Linked DNA regions of Ovis aries: region 1 is linked to region 2. The links are chromatin contacts, called in public Hi-C maps. All regions are on one chromosome and are shown on one strand. Each heading gives the region's core, a stretch centred on a gene start, on an enhancer-like site or on the middle of the called end of the contact. The rest is flanking DNA. Distances are from core to core; before and after follow the strand shown.

What was found. Hi-C and Micro-C count contacts between places; a contact is called where the count stands out from the background.
Region 1: a Hi-C map of liver shows a contact between it and region 2, with 3 times the contacts expected there. The contact joins two enhancer-like sites. A contact is called at or near these places in 4 of 16 Hi-C or Micro-C datasets (blood, liver, muscle and 1 more).

What each region holds. Positions count from the first base shown.
Region 1 is chr19:60,292,365-60,298,318 of ARS-UI_Ramb_v3.0, reverse strand. No RefSeq gene overlaps it. Among named protein-coding and RNA genes, the nearest start is that of TXNRD3, 8.6 kb to the left of the region's middle. Within about 2 kb of position 2,393, at least 12 of the 54 cell types and tissues checked have an H3K27ac peak or open chromatin away from gene starts, as enhancers often do. A contact at or near this core is called in liver, where this site is marked.
Region 2 is chr19:60,192,106-60,197,596 of ARS-UI_Ramb_v3.0, reverse strand. CHCHD6 (coiled-coil-helix-coiled-coil-helix domain containing 6) reads left to right here. Exons shown (of 8, transcript XM_027957877.2): 6 at 3,796-3,866. Among named protein-coding and RNA genes, the nearest start is that of PLXNA1, 18 kb to the right of the region's middle. Within about 2 kb of position 3,331, at least 17 of the 54 cell types and tissues checked have an H3K27ac peak or open chromatin away from gene starts, as enhancers often do. A contact at or near this core is called in liver, where this site is marked.

The DNA.
Region 1 (5,954 bases), core at 1,144-3,643, 100 kb before region 2:
GCGAAGAGGAGGACACGACTGAGAGACTGAACTGAACTGAGAAAAGGTCTAGTAAGCAAAGCTGTCCAGTTACGTAACAGGACTCCAAGTGGTGGCCATGTTGTTAGAAGCAGTAGCGCACACAGAACAGAGAACCATCTGTCCTAAGGTGCTCCGTGTCAGCAAAGCGTTCGCCAGAATGATGTAAAGCCGTTTATTCATTCAACCCATTTACCCGCCTCACACTGTTCTAGGCCCCAGCGACACAGCAGTGGCCACACACAGTTCTGATGGCTTGGCTCTTTTATAAGCTTCAAAGGACAACTTCAATAAGCAGAGAAAAAAGACAAGAGGTTGGAAATAAACCAACACGTATGTGAGAATCAGACAGGTGATTGGTGAGCATTCAAACCACAGTGGAAAGAATGGACTCTCTGAAAAAGGAAGAGGGACAACTGATAAGTTATAAAGGAAAAAAGGAACTGGATCCCCACACGTCCTCGGCTTCAAGTTCAGGTGGGACAGAGAAGAGGGGTGTGAAAAGCACACCAGAAACTTCCAGCAGCCCACACAGGAGGATGTCTTTATGACCTCAGAGTAGAAAGACTTCTTAAAAAAGGCACAAACCAGAAAGGAGAAAGTGACAGATTCACTATGTTAAACTTCCACACTCAGTTAAACCAAACATCACATAAAGAGAGTAAAAAGAAAGACCCAATCCGGGAGACTTTCCAATACATAGAACCGAAGGACTGGAGTCCACAATATATAAAGAAGGTCTACAGAAGCAGTATAAAAAACGACCTGATAGAGAAATAAGCAGAATGCCTGAATGTTTCCCAGAAGAGGAAACTCAAATGACCCATACACACAGGTAAAGATGTTAAGTTCATCAAGAAAATGCAAAACTAAGGCTACAATGAAATACCATCTCATAAACACCAGAATGGCGAGAATTAAATGTATCAACTGCTGTCAAGGATGTAGGGCAGTGGGCACTGGTAACACACCAGAGAGAGGGCAAGCGGTAGGACCGTGCGGGAAACATTCCGGTGTCACCTAAGGAAAAAATTGGGCCTCCTCTGTGGCTTAGCAATTCAGCTTCAAGACATCTCCTCTCAAGCAGCTCTTGTATGTGTGCACTGGGAGATGTGGCAAGAACAGGCATGGCCATACTGCGTTTGAGAGCAAAATACTAGAAACATCAAGCCTGATAACTGTGCTTATGAGTCACCCTCAGGAACAACACAGCAATGAAAACTAAGAAACCACACTTACAGATACTAACATCCAGCAATCTCTAAAATATAACTGTTGGGAAAAACACGCAGAGTATAAAAACCCATGACTCTACTTACACAAAGTACCAATACAAGCCAAAAGGAACCAAGTATTGTTAAGGGATACATACGTTTGGCAACAAAACTGTTAAGGGAAAGCAAGTGGTTCTGGCCAGGGGTGGCCCTGGAGTGGAGAGGATGAACCAGGAGGCCCCTGCTGGAGTGTGGTCTGCTAGAGAAATGCAAGGGGCACGTGTGACGCGCACACTCGTCTGGAAAACGTGCAAATCAGTGTCCACCTGACAGTCAGCCTGAAGACCCTAATCTCACGACTCTAACCCGACAATTTAGGCTTGTGCCTCCCCCAGGCGTTGCTTCAACTCTCAGACGTGGACGTAGCCTTCAAAGACGCCAAGCCCCATCCTACACACGGGTTCGTCCTCCAGAGCATCACTGCTCGACTCTCAGCTCCCGCGCGTGCCCCGCGTGCAGTCCTGCCTAAACGGCCGCCCGGCCGGCCCGGGGCACGCGGTGGGGTCCGCACAGCCCCGCCGCCCGCCGCCGTCGTCCCCCAGGACGGGACCCGGGGGACCTGTCCCCTCAGGTGCCCACGTCCAGCAGGCTTTCGGCCGGCGCAGGACCGCGGCTCGCCCGCCGGCCCGTCGGAGGCCGCAGGCGGGACCGCGCGGCCCAGCCGAGGGCGGATCGGACGAGCCCGGACCGAGGCCGGGGCGCGGCGCCGTTGGGGCCCGGGGCCCTGGCCGCCTACCCGCGTGCTGTGCGGGCAGTAGGTCTTGCTGAAGATGACCACGCGGTGGCCCTCAATGAGGCCCAGCAGGCGGCGCCGCAGCTCCTCGCGGGCCGCGCGGGACAAGCGGCGGGCCCCGGGAGCCGGCGGGCAGGCCCGGCGCCCGGGCGGCGACGACGGCCCGGCCGCGCCGCGGACATTGCCCAGTCGGCGGCTGGGGGACGAGCCCCTCCCTGGCGTGGAAAGCGTCTGTGCCCGCGAGGGCGGCGGCGGCGGCGGCGGCTGCGCCAGGATGGCGGTGTCGCTCCCGCACCGGCAGGACTGCCCAGACACCAGACACCGACTTGAGGCGCCGAGTGGGCGCGAAGGCCGGACCGCTCGCCCCTCTCCCGGCTCTGCCCCGCCCCCGGCTCCGCCCCGTCCCCGGCGCTCGCCCAATCCCGGATACGCCCCGCCCCCGGCGCTCGCCCCGCCCCGACGCTCGCCCCACCGCGCCTCTGGCCCCGCCCCGACGCTCGCCCCGCCCCGACGCCCGCCCCGCCCCGACGCTCGCCCCGCCCCGACGCTCGCCCATCCACGCCGCTGGCCCCGCCCCAGCCCCGCCCGACCCTCGGCTGTTGCGAAGTAAACCGCTGATAGACCGCAGTGCTGGACTCGCCCAGTCTTCGTAAAGTGGCGGGGGTCAGGCTTCACGGTCTTGTTAGCTCGATGTGGTGCGCGCACCGCGGGGTCGCCGGGTTTCCGTATGGTCCCCAGGGGCGCCCCCCGTGAAGAGCTTACTTCCACTCCACCAGCCCCCTCAGGCCTCCTTTAGAGACACAGTCTTCAGTGAGGTTGGATGTCTCAACCTTTTGGAAGGAGTGAATAAATAAAAACCATCTTTACAAAAAATGGCTATTTTTTTAAAGCTTATATCCCACAAAGTAAATAAAAATACTACTAGCAAAACCTAGACAGCGTATTAAAAGCAGAGACATCACCTTGCCAACAAAGGCCCATAAAGCTATGGTTTTTCCAGTAGTCATGTATGAATGTGAGAGTTGGCCTATAAAGAAGGTCGAGCACTAAAGAACTGGTGTTTTCCAATTGAGGTGCTGGAGTAGACTCTTGAGAGTCCCTTGGACTGCAAGGAGATCGATCAAACCAGTCAGTCCTAAAGGATATCAACTCTGAATATTCACTGATGCTGAAGCTGAAACTCCAATACTTTGGCCACCTGATGCAAAGAACTGACTCACTGGAAAAGACCCTGATACTGGGAAAGATTGAAGGCGGGAGGAGAAGGGGACAACAGAGAATGAGATGGTTGGATGACATTACTGACTCAACGGACATGAGTTTGAGCAAACTCTGGGGGTTAGTGAAGGACAGGGAAGCCTGGCATGCCGCAGTCAATGGGATCACAAAGAGTCAAACACGACTTAGCAACTAAACAGCAACAACTGGGTTTCTGTTAGATACCTCATATAGCTACGACATTTTAAAATGAATTTCCTAGGCTGCTACCCCTCAGTCCCTACTGCATGGAATTCTGGAGGCATTTATTTATTTATTTATTTATTTTTAGATTTTAAATCTTTGGTACTTTTTCATTTTATGTTTTTTGAATGATTGTCATTATTATTATTATTTTTACTATAAATTTATTTATTTTAATTGGAGGCTAATTGGAGGCATTTCTAATAAAGGGACCCTGAGTTTCTTGGGCTCCAAAATCACTGCAGATGGTGACTGCAGCCATGAAATTAAAAGACACTTGCTCCTTGGAAGAAAAGCTATGAGAAATCTAGACAGCATACTAAAAAGCAGAGACATGACTTTGCCAACAAAGGTCTGTCTAGTCAAAGTTATGGTTTTTCCAGCGGTCATGTATGGATGTGAGAGTTGGACAATAAACAAAGCTGAGTGCTGAAGAATTGATGCTTTTGAACTGTGGTGTTGAAGAAGACTTTTGAGAGCCTCTTGGACGGCAAGAAGATCCAACCAGTCTATCCTAAAGGAAATCAGTCCTGAATATTCATTGGAAGGACTGATGTTGAAGCTGAAACTCCAATACTTTGGCCACCTGATGTGAAGAGCTGACTCATTTTAAAAAAACCCTGATGCTGGGAAAGACTGAAGGCAGGAGGAGAAGGGGACAACAGAGGATGAGATGGCTGGATGGCATCACCCACTCGATGGACATGAGTTTGAGTAAACTCCCAGAGTTGGTGAAGGACAGGGAAGCCTGGCGTGCTGCAGTCCATGGGGTCGCAAAGAGTCGGACACAACCGAGCCACTGAACTGAACTGAAGTCATCTGTGCCAGAATGGGAATCCTACATGCACCATTTGGGTGGATGGGTGGAGGGATTTGGGGCTAACTTGCTCACCACGACTTACACGCCCCTGCGGCTGTGGGGTGAGCGTGTTAAACCCGAATAGAGACATTCACCCACGAGACCAGCAGGCGTGCCTGGCCCCTCTCAGGGGTCATCTCCTGACACCTGGCTCACCGTGCTTCAGCCACTGCCTTCCCCTTGCGTGCCAAACACAGTCCTGCCTTAGGGTCTGTGCATTTTCTGTTTACTCAGCCTCGATGTTCCTCCTCATCCAGCAAATCTAACTTTCTCTGGGGGATGGTATGAGAGGGAGGCGCCTGAGGTCCTCTCTCAGGCAGGCCAAGGTCAGGGCCGCTCCCCTGCTGACCCTTCGCTCACAGCCCCTTGCAGTTTCCTTCTAAGTGTCTCCCTCCTGACTGTGGAACTGGCTTTGTGCTGACAACTACGATGGTAAGAAGGAGCAAGGGCGCCCACGGCTTCAGCCTAGGTCTACTGTACCCCTGTGCCGAGGCAGTTACCTCCTTGCCCCTGAGGACGCCTCCAACTTTCAGTTCAGTCGCTAAGTCGTGTTCGACTGTTTGCGACCCCGTGGACTGCAGCACGCCAGGCTTCCCTCTCACCTTGGTTTTCAAGATTTAAGACTTCCACAGTCAGGGTTTTTTACGATAAACCTTGTGGCTGGGATGGGCTTGCTACCGTGTCCCTTCCTGTCCTCACCCCCAGCTTCTCCTGGGCCAGAGGGTGAATCACTGACAGAAAGGATAAGGGTAGCCTGTGTTTTCCTCTGCTCCTGGCCTGACAACTAGCTGACTCATCAGAGCTTCACTGGTGGGCCTTTCAGAACTGTGACACCATTTTCAGGAAACTGTATTTCAATTAAGGTCGGAAAAGCACAGACAGCTTAGCTCTGAATCTCAGCCCCATTCCTTCCTAGGTGGTAGTCTGAGACAACAGTCATAGGCGGAGACTAACGTCAGCTCCTGCCTCAAAGGGCCGTTGTGAATTTAAGTGAGTCAGTACTCTGATGGCTCAGGAAATTCACCAACTGCCAGTGGCCGCCAGTGCAGGAGAAGTGAAGTGAAGTTGCTCACTGGTGTCTGACTCTGCAACCCCGTGGACTGTAGCCTGCCAGGCTCCTCTGTCCTTGGGATTTTACAGGCAAGAATATTGGAGTGGGTTGCCATTTCCTTCTCCAATGCAGGAGATGCAGGTTCAATCCCTGGGTTGGGAAGATCCTCTGGAGAAGAAACAGTCCAATATTGTTGCCCGGAAAATTCCTTGGACAGAGGAGCCTGGTAGGCTACAGTCCATGGGGTCGCCAAAGAGTTGGACACGACTTAGCAACTCAACAAGAAGTACATGCAAAGTGCTTAGGATGGCACCTGGTAGACGGTCAGCACACAACCGGCACCGTGTGTGACATCTCATTATTCACTCCGCCCAGCAGCCCCAGAAAGGAGAGGGTGTCGTCTCCAACAGGTGAGACAACTAACAACGGAGAAGGAACAGGATCTTCCCAGAGTCGCGTGGATGTGGGGAGGCTGGTGAGACTCTGTTCCCGGTCGTCTCTTGCTAGAATCAGCACCGCAGTTCCCTTCAATTCCTTTTACTACGAAAGCCAGCTGAA
Region 2 (5,491 bases), core at 2,082-4,581:
CCTGGGACCTTGACCCTGCGGCCCTTTGCTCAGGGTTTGGTCACCAGCAAGTCACAGAAGTGGAGTTAAATTTGTGTCTCTTCATTTTGAAAAATTCTTTTTAATTTTCTGTTGTGCTGTGCATTTTGTTTTCAAACTAATTAGCTATTCATTTAGCCAAATATGTTTCTGCAAGTGTGAGAAGCAGCTGACCCGCATGGAGGCCTGGCTGGCTGCCAGGCTTTTGTGAGGACAGAACTGCCCGCCTGGCGGCCAGCCTCCCGCCACCATCGCACAGCTCAGGTGTCCCGGTCCCTCACGTGCGCTCCCAGCAGCTCCCCACTCCAGCCGGAGCCGACCCCCATCCTGAAGGGCCCTGCTACAGAGCGCGAGTGTGGACCCCGTGTTGCATGGGCCTAGTGTGGAGTGTGTGCGTGTGGGCGCGTGTGTCTGCATTGATGTCTGCATCTACAGGGGTACTGTCCACACGGAGCTGCCCAGGACGCTCGTTTTCTCTTCCTGAGGGTGAGCAGCAGCCCCCCAGCCACACTCAGCAGCCCCTCAATGTGCGAGGATGCTCAGCAGGGCCCCGGGGAGCCCAGGCCTCGAGGAGCTGCAGCAGGAAGCGGCGGGGCACCTCCCCCCTGACTGTTCACAGGCACAGGTGCTCACAGGGGGCTCTTGCCTGGAGCCAGCGCCACACTCCAATCAGCAGTTCACACTGCGGCCAGGCCCTGCTGGCAGGAAACGGGCTGTGGAGGCGTCCAGGTCGTGGGTTGGCGGTGGGGGGGGGGGGGGGGGGGGTCCAGGCCCTGGGGGGCCTGGTGGGAGGGGCTCCGGGGAAGCGCCGCTCCGGGCTTGGAGGGCCTGCCAGCGGGCTGGCCCCGGCCTGGGGTCCCCCTGAAGTCCCTGGGCCCCACGGCCCCGCACGGCGGTTCACTCCTTGCGGCCGCAGAGCAGGGCCGAGCCCGTCTCCTCTTCGCTCCTTAAGTGTGCCTTGAGATGCTGTCTCCTGTGGGGGGGGGGGGTCCGAGCCCCTCCTCCAGCCTGGCCCTCGGCGCTCTGCCCCGGCCGTGTGCCCCCTGTCCCCCTGCCCTGGGAGATCTGCCCTGCTCCACCCTCAGCCGCTCCTGGGGGCCGCTGCTTGGGCACCACCAGTGCCAGCCGCTCTGGGCATGGATGGGGCGACGCAGCTGGAACTCCCTCCCATGGGGAGCTTTCCTCCAGGAAACACCGTCTCCCTTCCAGATAATTCCCCTGGCTGCCGGTCGGTGGGTGTTCAGATTTTAGAGTTTCATTGTTTCTTCTGTGCGGGCCCACGCACCCCGAGCGTCTTAAACTCGCCGTCTCCGTGGCCTCTGTGGCAGTGCCCACAACACGGCTCAGGGGGCTCTGCGACTGTCCGCAGGGCACAGAGAAGCCGGGCAGTGGGCCCCCTGGGCTCCCGCTGCCAGGGGCCCTCACGCAGGAGCGGCACACCGCCCTCCCAGCCTCGCAGGCACCCACCCTGGTGTGATGGGGACTGCCTGACGCGTCCCCCCCTGCCGTCCCCCTCACCTCCACCTTCTCTTTTGAGCTGAGAACCCAGGCCCTTGGAGAAATCAGACAGGATGAAATATGGAAGCTGCTCGCGAAGTAACTGAAGAAACACCACGACTCTTAAAGCCCGTGGAGATAAGGCTCACACCTCCTTACTCCTGTTGTTTAATTTTTAATGGCAGCTTTAATTAATGGAGATGAGGTCTTCTGGTTTCAGACTCACTCTGAGCAGCGGGAGCGGGGAGGCCGGCTGTTCACGGGCGGAGGAGGGGCTCCGAATTCCTCGGGTCTGCTTTAGGGGACAGGCGAACGCCAGGTGCAGGAGATGGGGTGCCGCTGGGTTCCCGGGCAGCAGGGCTGGGGGGTCACGGCGCCACCACACTGAAAAATGAAGCCTTGCAGCCCCTGCGGTCGGGCTATGGCGGAACCCCTGGCACGCACAGGGTCCTGGCATGTGTGGGGGATTCCCCGTCCTTCCCGAAGCCCTTGTGTGGAGTCTGTAGGGCCTCGCTCTCAGTGGCTGCAGGCTCAGAAGGCGCACCTTTCAGCAGTCCCAGGAAGCTGGGTGGACGCAGGCTGCTGCTTGCTTCAGGGCAGCGGTGGGGGCAGCCATCCCACACAGGCAGGTCGGACGGGCAGGTGGAGGGTGGGCCTCTGAGTCCTGTGGCCGTGGAGGAAGTGGCTCCGGGGTTATCGGTGCTTCTCTGTCTGCACGCTCTTCCTGTGGCAGACCTCACCTGCCACAGGCCAAGCCCACAGCCTGCCCGGCCGCAGACCCAGGCCCCCCACAGACCCAGGTGCCCCCCCGGCCAGGCCGTGCATGGAGGAGCAGGTCGGAGCCCCCAGGCCCATCCAGCTGTGCTGCTCCCTGGGGAAGACCAGGCGTCAGCACGTCCTCGCAGGGTCCGGGGGAGCCTGGTGGGGTGAGGGGAGCCCCACTCCTTTCCTGACTGTTGCACTGGGTGTTCAGCCCCCAGCGCGGCCCAGAGCTGATTCTCCACCCTTCCTGGGCCCTGCTGCTCCCCGGAGCCCCTTTCGTGTGCCCACCAGGGGGTAGCTCCCTGGGCCAAGGGTCCAGGACAGGGCTGAGGGCCCGGTCCCAGTTCCCCCCCATCAGCCCAGCCCCTGAGGTGGGGCTGGTGCCCACCCTGCCCAGCTCTGACCCTGCCTCCTGTCGCCTCCTCTGGTCCAAGGGGTCCAGGCTGCCCGTGTCTCCCGTGGAGGTGGAGTCGCAGCGCCGGGCTGGGAGGCTGACGGCCGCGGGGGCCCCGCGTGACCAGGCCTCACGCACTGCGGTGGGAAGGGGCGGGCCAAGCCTGGGCAGGCCACTGGGCACCTGCTGGTGTCTGAAGGCAGCCTCGGGGTCAGGCTCCTCCCATGAGGTCCTTCTCAGGACACCCTGGGAGACGTCAGGCCCTCTTGGGGCCTCACTGGAGCTGGTGCTGGGGCAGGCGTGTGTGAGTCTCTCCTGGAAGAGCGGCGTGTGGGCTGCTGGCCCGGTGGCCTGAGGCCGCTCACCCGGCGCAGAGAAGTACCGTCCCCTGCGGCCCCTGCCCCGTTGGCTCCGCCCCCCGTGGCCTCCCCACGGCCCCTGCGCGGGCGGTCCTTGGACGGAGGGCAGCATGCGCCCGGGGCCCGCGGGCCCTGCAGTGGGGCGGGCGTCCTGGGCTGCAGTCTGGCATCTGCGCCTGCAGTGTGGCTTGGGGCAAGTCGCTTCAGATCTCTGGGCGGCAGAGGCCTGTTTGGACCAGACGGCGCTCAGCAGACACCCCAAGGGACAGTGAACGTCCTGGGCTGCGGCCTCGCAGTCTCCAGGTGCTGTGTAGCCCTGAGCGGCCTGTGCTGTGAGCTCACGAGTCGCGGGAGTCGCGTGTGTGACCACGTGTCCATAAAGCTCTCCTACAGGTGGGGGAGGGCTCGCTCAGGGGGGTCCGTGTGTGCCGGGCCCCTGCTGTGCTGCCAGGGGAGTCTGTGGGCCGGGCCGGGCGGCGGGGCGGGGCCGGGGCGGGGCGGCGCGGGGCGGGGCGGGGCGGGGCGGCGGGGCGGGGCGGGGCGGGGCGGCGGGGCGGGGCGGGGCGGGGCGGCGGGGCGGGGCCGGGCCGGGCGGCGGGGCGGGGCCGGGCCGGGCGGCGGGGCGGGGCCGGGCCGGGCGGCGGGGCGGGGCCGGGCCGGGCGGCGGGGCGGGGCCGGGCCGGGCGGCGGGGCGGGGCCGGGCCGGGCGGCGGGGCGGGGCCGCAGGACTTCCCTGCGACCTGTGTCTCTGTGTTCTCTCCGCAGAACCTCGAGGCGTACAGGCTGTCGTCTCAGCAGTTCCATGAGGCAGCCACGAAGATTGAGGGCACCATCAAGTAAGGGCCCCTCCTCCTCCTCCCAGCGAGCCCAGCCGCAGCTAAACACTGCCCCTCGGGGAAACCCGCCCCTGTGCCTCTTCTCGGGCTGCTGGAGGGACACTGACAGTGTCCCTTCCTGCTCACAGGCCCCCACGTCTGTCTCGTGCCAGGGGTCGGGGCAGAGCCACTCCAGGCCCACGTCCTGCGTGTCCTGTAGGCTCAGACCCCCAGGGAGTCAAGAAGGGGTGCTGCCAGCCTCGCGGTCCTGGGGGTTCCGGGGTGGCCTGGCCCTGAGCCACATACCTCTGCAGGATGCTGGTTGGGGGAGCTTGTGCAGGACAGGGCTGAGCTACAGCGTCGTGTCTGTCTGTCCTCCCGTGCTGGGGGCCTGGGGGCGGAGCCTCAGGAAACGGGGCACAGCCGGAGGCAAACGCAGCTGTTACTTGGGGTGCAGACCTAGGAGGGCCCCGTGGGGCAGGAGAGCAGGCCTTGTACAGCGACGAGGGCGCTGCTCTGCTGACCTCCCAGGGGCTTTGTCGTCTCCCAGCCCGTGTGCCCTGGGCCAGAGCACGGGCCCCAGGAAGCATGGTGACTGTGGCTCTGTGCATGGCTGAGAGGTCTGGGCAGCAGTCTGCAGGCCCCGGCTGAAGGCGGTGGCGCCGGAACCCGGGAGCCCTCTGTCCCGAGGGTCCACCTCCAGAGAAACAGGGTGCAGGGCACAGGCTGGCCACCGCCACCCTGGGGCTTCCTGCGTGCTCTCCAGAGGCCGTAGGTTTTATTGCCCAGGACTGGGGCCTGGGTCCCTGGTGCGGTCAGACCCCAGGGAGTCGAGCCCCTGGGTTCTGAAGCTTCTCTGCCTTCCAGCCTCTGGGAAATGGAGCGTATACCTGCGGCCATTATTCCTCAGAACCCCTCAGAGTGTCCCCAAACATCACTCCTGCTGTTACCTCAACCCCCCAATGCATTCGCAAATGAGGGGCGGTTTGGGGCCACTGCTTGGGGCACCCCAAGACCCCAGGACCCCGTGGGTGGCCCCTTGACGGCTGCTGCAGCCCCGCCAGCCGGAGCCTACTGACCGTTGGGGTTACGCTCTGACAGGCTGACCTCCAGCTCCTCCCAGACCCTACTGACTGTTGGGGTCATGCTCTGACAGGCTGACCTCCAGCTCCTCCCAGAGGCTGCTGGCCGTTGGGGTCGCGCTCCGCAGGCTGACCTCCAGCTCCTCCCAGAGGCTGCTGGGGGTGTTGCAGACACGGCCCCTCCGAGCCGCCCCTGGAGCTGCCCTGGCTGCCCCGCTCTTCTGTGGGGGCCGCCGGCAAGCGCCTCCTGGGGACAGTGGTCAGGGTCCCACGGCTCACGGAAGGTGGCGTGCTGTCTCTCTCCTTGTCCGCTGGGTATGTCGCCCTATCCCGGCATCGGCTCCTGGCGGCCCCTCAGGGTCCTTGGCCCCCGGGCCTGGCCCGTGCCCGTTGGGTGTCACTGTTGGAGCCCCGCTGTGGTTTGCTGGTCCGTGGGACCAGGCCACCCCCCTCCCGATGCTGCCTCCTTGGTCAGGGAAACTGGCTGTGCCTCAGACAGGGGTGAGCTTCTCCATACTGGTTAAAAATACGGACTTGCTGCTGCTGCTGCTGCTGCTGCTGCTG